Regions from separate parts of the Zea mays genome. Here region 1 is linked to region 2. The links are chromatin contacts, called in public Hi-C maps. All regions are on one chromosome and are shown on one strand. The core of a region is the stretch at or near the end of the contact, and the rest is flanking DNA. Distances in the headings are between cores, read along the strand shown. Region 1 holds the start of LOC100276832 (maternal effect embryo arrest 60). Region 2 holds the start of LOC103647205 (sterol 3-beta-glucosyltransferase UGT80A2).

The links. Hi-C and Micro-C count contacts between places; a contact is called where the count stands out from the background.
Region 1: a contact with region 2 is called in a Hi-C map of ear, with 1.9 times the contacts expected there. The contact joins the promoter of LOC100276832 here to the promoter of LOC103647205 in region 2. A contact is called at or near these places in 2 of 25 Hi-C or Micro-C datasets (ear and leaf).

The regions. Positions count from the first base shown.
Region 1 is chr2:162,318,242-162,321,448 of Zm-B73-REFERENCE-NAM-5.0, forward strand. LOC100276832 (maternal effect embryo arrest 60) reads left to right here and starts at 1,537. Exons shown (of 1, transcript NM_001150541.2): 1 at 1,537-2,456. The coding sequence starts at 1,631. The coding sequence ends at 2,227.
Region 2 is chr2:162,152,769-162,155,676 of Zm-B73-REFERENCE-NAM-5.0, forward strand. LOC103647205 (sterol 3-beta-glucosyltransferase UGT80A2) reads right to left here and starts at 1,453. Exons shown (of 14, transcript XM_008671776.3): 1 at 1,055-1,453. The coding sequence starts at 1,118.

The sequences.
Region 1 (3,207 bases), core at 287-2,786, 170 kb after region 2:
CTAGCCGTGCTCACGGTCATGAGCGGCTCGGACAATCACATGATTAATTTATGGAACTTAAATTCAATTTGTCATTTCATTGCATCTGGAAATATTTTATTATTATTTTTACTTATTATTACTATGGTTTCGTATTTACTTACACTTAGTAATTGCTATTAAAATTTTGACCAACTTATAAAAGCAATGCTCAGCTTCAGCCTTTATTTTATTGATCAACCTTACACTTCACATGAACTCCCACCTTTGGTGAGTTCATGTCACATTATTCCCCACAACTTGTTGAGCAATGAACATGTGTGAGCTCACTCTTACTGTCTCACACCCCCCACACATGAGAAGAACAGGTGGTTCAAGTGGAGCCACAACGAGGAGTTCAATTCGATCTAGGTGGCGTCTCCCAGTTGACTTTCTGGCGCCAAGGATGGATTTTAGATCCTGTTATATTTATCTTTTATTTTGTAAGACTTCCGCTATGTAATAAATACTCTGATTATTGTGACATTTATCTCTATACACTCTATTATTATATATGTTGTCTTCTTTGGCGCATGTATGAGATGCACCCGGCTTTGTCCTTTAAAGCCCGGGTCTGACACCGCGGCCGCGAGCGGGGCGAAGGAGTGCAGCCCGTGCCGCAGTGAGGCCGACGCCGACGAGGGGCCGCCGCGGCGCGCATGGACAGGGTGATGGGGCCAAGAATGGGGGCGGGGTGGCAGCCTCTTCGAAGATCTATGCGGGGGGGGGGGGGGGGGGGGCGAGGGCATGGTATGGCCTCGTGGGGGGTAGCGAGGATCGCAGGGCGTCAATGGCACCCTTCCATCGACGGAGAGCAGAGGGGCGGTGGGTGGGCAGAGGGATCTCGCGGGCGTGGGGGGAGGGAGGTTGGGGTGGTGGATGTCGTGGGCATGGGCGCGACGGCGGAGATTGCGGGCGAGGCGGGTCGGAGGAATCGGGCGCGGCGGGCGAAGTTTTCGGCGCGCGATGGGCGAGGTGGAGGGCGCTGATGGCGGCGGGCGACCGGAGGGCGCGGAGGCAGAACATGGTGCACAGGGGTGTGGACGCCTACACTGCAGGCTTATAGAGTAGTAGAGAATACTGACTCCTATAAAGGAACCGTTATTGAAGAGAAGCCAGAGTTGGAGTCATATTTAGAGGAGTCAGAGCCGTGCTGAAGGAGGCCTAAGATAACTCCATATGTCTCATATGTTATGAACATAAACGCGTACATGTCACACGTGCAAATCCATTGGTTATCCATAACTGACTGTTTGACTTCAAACTCGCTATACGATATTCGTTTGTGTGAGATTATACCTAGAATCGTTTCAACTGATCAAAATTTATACAAATTAAATAAACAATCCGGGTAGAATTTGATCTGAGACAAGTCTAATGATTGGTTTTTTGGAGTATGATTTTTGGACCAATCAAGTTTCGCCGTCTCAACACGCATTGCTTTGTTCGCATCTCGCATTCGCACCTGAGTGAGGACGTGAGGTCCGTCATATGGACACACGTGCTCACCGACCAGCCGACCACGCTTCTCTAGCTTGGGCTTGGCAGTGCCAATCCGATCCACACACCCCAGTTTCTTCCTTCCTTCCTCGGTCTAAAGAAGCAAGCAGCCATGGACGGCGACGTCGCGACCGGCGGCGGCGGGGGCACCAGCATCCACATCACGGCGCTGGACGGCATCGTGAACGTGAATTCGCTCTTCACCCTGGCCGCCTTCCTGGGCCTGGCGTGGCGGCCCTCCTCCGACGGGCCGGGGCTCGCCGACGGCGCCGACCGCACGGGCAACCCCTGCGCCGCGGGGGACCGCGCCGAGTCGGACCTCGTCTCCTTCCACGTGCTCGCCTTCGCCTGCTTCCTCTTCTCCAGCCTCGTCGCGCTCTGCCTCAAGCAGCTCGTCCGCACCTACCCCGCGCCCCACCGCCGCCGCGCCGCCTCCGCCTCCGCCTCCGCCTCCGCCGCCGGCGGCCGCACCGCGCGGATCAACCGCGCGGCGCTCCGCGTCGGGATCCTCGCGTCCGCCGTGGGGTCCGTCGCCGGATGCGGCTTCCTGATGATGGCCCTCGTCAACGTGGTGCAGGTGAAGCTCGGGCGACTCGGGTGCGGCGCCGGCGGGGCCGCCGCCTGGGCCGCCGTCGTGCCGCTCGTCACCCTCGTCCCTTCCGCCATGCTCATCTACATCGGCACCGTCTTCTACGCCTTCACACGCTAGTCGGTGGCGGATCAAGGAACACTCTGACCAAAGCACCCGTTTTTCGATCAGATCTTTATCTGTGTGATCCCTCCTCAGTCTTTCTTGTGTGTGATTGGTGGTGATGGCGTGAGAGAACTTCCAGGGGGGAACAATGCAGCTGACTTTTGTAGATTTAAGATATGTAAAATCCATGCGATATTATGATTGTGTTTTGGAGTTTTGGAGCAAAGTGAATCTGCTGTGGTTTTATCTGCAATTGGCCTTTGTATTTGCACTTGAGAAGTTGGTCAGATGTGCCTAGAATCTTTAGGTCCGAAGCAATGGTGAGATGGAGCTCAGCTGCTGGTTGGTCTCTCAACTTGATATGAAACAATTGTCCCAGATCTCAACTACTGACTCTGTAGCACCCTCAGGTAGGTTTTTCAGGTCTGAGTTTGTCATGTACTATCTGTATTGTGAGCGTGGAAGGTCGCAGCATCCGCATTTGTCAAGCGAAACTTCGTCATTTTTTTTTCGGTTTCTCCAAATGCACTTCCCCCATTCTACTAGGCCAATGGGCCAACAAGTCATTGAAGACCAGTTCGTGACACAGGCATCGCAGTCTTCAAAGTCGATGGAACGACGAACTGCTGTATTCAGATTTTTTGTGCACCCGTTTCCCATGTGACAGCGTCATGTGGAGTTGTTTAGCCGAACGCATGAGAGTCTAGGGGGTGTTTGGTTACCTGGGCTAATTTTTAGTCCCTACAATTTAGTCCCCTTTAGGGGGTGTTTGGTTACACCCCGCTAAAATTTAGCCCCTGTCCCATCGAATGTTTGAACCTCCGTTCCGGGTATTAAATGTAGTCGGATTATAAAACTAATTTGTCAGCCAAAGATTAAAAGACGAGACGAATCTAGTCCAGTTGGTTGGGTCTATATTTCATACTCCTATTTAAAAGTCAAACGCTTGATGTGACCCGGACTAAACTTTAGCAGGAGCAATCAAACAAATTTAC
Region 2 (2,908 bases), core at 203-2,702:
GATTTTCAACCCTGAACTATGAAGTTGGATGCCAGTTGCCAGACGACCTGCAATTGTCAAAAACTGACATATTTCATCCTCTGGCTAGTTTCAAAGGTGGTCTTCTTTTCTAAAAATAATAAAAATCCAACTTAATCTCTAAAAATTCATAAATAATTTATTTTAAATACAAAAAACTAAAACTACTACCAATTTTCTTCTAAAAATAGTATCTATCTGTTGCTACTCTATTTTTAGTTAGTTTAGTCTGATATGTTATAAATAAATAATAAGCACGATTATGACCAATAAAGCAATTAGGAACATAAATGCACAAGTTACCAACAACTCCAAATAGAGCAGCAACATATAGATAACATTTTTAAAGAAAATAGGTACTGGTTTCACAGTTTTCTGATTAAAAATAAATTAGTAATGGTTTTTTAGAGAGTAAACCAGATTTTTACTATTTAAAATAGAAAACCTCATTTAAACCCCGCTAGAGGACTGAATTTATCCGGAGAGGCCGTCTATGACCAGACTGCCGTATAAGTTGAAAAAATATACTATATCTTTCTAGTCTTTGAAGACAAAATGTCAAAGTTTCAACCACTGTGCAGTCAAAGGAATCAGGCATGAAAATTCCCTTAATCCCCAAGTCCGTCCACTTCTACCAGTTTGCTGACCCAAACTGAAATTACGCTGGAACACAAGAAAACAAAAAATTGGCCCTATTCAACCTCCCCTCTTCTTCGAATTAGCACGGCAATCCCAGCAGAATTCACCAGAAAACCAGCAAGAAGCCTTCTGTCTGCACAAACCATAACGCCTCCCTCGAAATCGGCCCCTAGAAGGCCAGAATCAACCTTCTACGCGACAATGCCACACCGCGACAACATCACTACCAAGTCCTAAGACCAACGCGGATCAAATCGCTTCGTAGAATACTGGTACGATAGAGGACACGAGTACACGACACAGAACCAGATTGGCTAAGAATTTGACGATGGAGAAGGAAAGTAGAAACTTCTATAATCATCGGTCGGATATCGGGAAAGGAACCAAAGGTGCTCACCGGACGAGGAACAGACGTCCTCAGCGCCGGGGCCGCCGACATGGCTGCTGCTGGTTTCCTTCATCGGCTGCGGGAAAGGCTTCTGGAAGTTTCCTTCACTTCCTCCCTCTCGAGGGGCAAGGTCTCCTCTAGAAGACCAACCTCCAAGCGGGCCACGCCACGAGAGTCATCGGAGGCTCGGAGCCAAAGCCCAAAGGAGAGAGAAACGGGGAACGCGGACGGAGGTTTCTCACGGAACGGGATGCGAAGCGAAGGACGAAGACGGCTATTGCCTATTGGGCGTTGGGTAGGGAACTCGTGGCAGGTGCTTGACGGACGATCCGGATGCGTCATGCGTGCTGGACCATGTCTGCGGGTGATCGAACTGCCGTTGAAAATGGTTGAGCGACCGTCTGGTATGTGGTGTCCACAGGCGAAAGCTGCTGCTAGTCTGCTACACTACACGTACTGTTTGATAGGCGTCGGGCTCCTCATGGCATGCCGGCGTGTCAACGGACATGTCATAGTTAATTTGGTGACAAACAAATCACGAGAATTAGGGGAAAATAAACTAATTTTTCTTTTAATCTCTCAATCCTCTCATGATTCCGAGTCACCAAATCAGCCATCAATGAGACCCGATTCTCCGGGGATAATTTTTCCCCTCAATCTACCGTGATCCCCTTATTATCAAATCAAGCCTAAGGTAATTTCGAAAGCCAAAAAACAGAGGAAAGAGGAGCTAAAATCATCTTATTATTAAAATTTAAATAAGAAAATAATTTTAGCTCCTCTAATTCTATCCGGTTATCTAGCTCCCAAATTAGTACTTATAGAACGAGGATGGATAATTCAGTTTCCACAGGAATAGGAATCAAAATGGGTAAAATTTTGTTCCCGTCAGGTTCGCAGGGACGGGATGGGAAACAATTCCTGTTCCCCGCATACTCGTCCCACGAAGTTTTCTTTATCTAAATTAGTCTATTTGTATGTTAAAATTATACTAAAAAATCAATATATAGTTTATTATAAAATAACAAATTATACTTAAAAAAGAAGACGTATTTTGTATTTTTAAATCTTATTTGTTAAATTTATATTGATTTAATATAATTAATTTTAATTTGCATCCAAATATTGTATTTACTAATAGGGATAGATTCCTCGTGGGGATAAATTTCCCCGACGAGGACGGGGTTGAGACACAGGGTTGGGTGTTGTATTAATAGACTGAGTTAGTTGGGTCTGGCCCATTACACAGTGGTGAGAGAGTAATTACACAGGGTAAGCCTCAAACCCTAAATGGGTATTCTAACACACACACCCCGTAGTCTCAACTCTATTCTATATAGGTGTTAAGACTGGTTTGAAAGTCTAAAAATACACTCGACGGTAACCCCTTGGTGAAGATGTCGGCTTAACTATAGTTTAGTGGGGACACTGAGAACCGGAACATCACCGGCAGCGACATGCTCACGGACAAAGTGTAGGTCGATCTCCATGTGCTTCGTGCACTGATGCTGCACGAGATTGGTGGAGAGGTAGACCATGCTGACGTTGTCGCAACAAACGAGGGTGGCGCGCTTGAAGGAAACGGTGGCACGCTATAGAGCAAAACCTATGCAAATAATCAAACTAGAATGTGCAAACTAGGTTTTGTCTAAGTGTTGTTATCTCTACCGCAAAGCCTAAGTTTCAATCCTATATAATCTAACTAGAAAGACAAGATTGAAACTTGAATACTTAATATAAATGCGGAAGGTAAAAAGCAAGGTAGAGATGAAAACTCTTGTGGATGACGCCGGTATTTTTATCGAGGTATCCGGAACCATGCAAGGTTCCAACTAATCCTCGTTGGTGCCCCTACGCAAATGG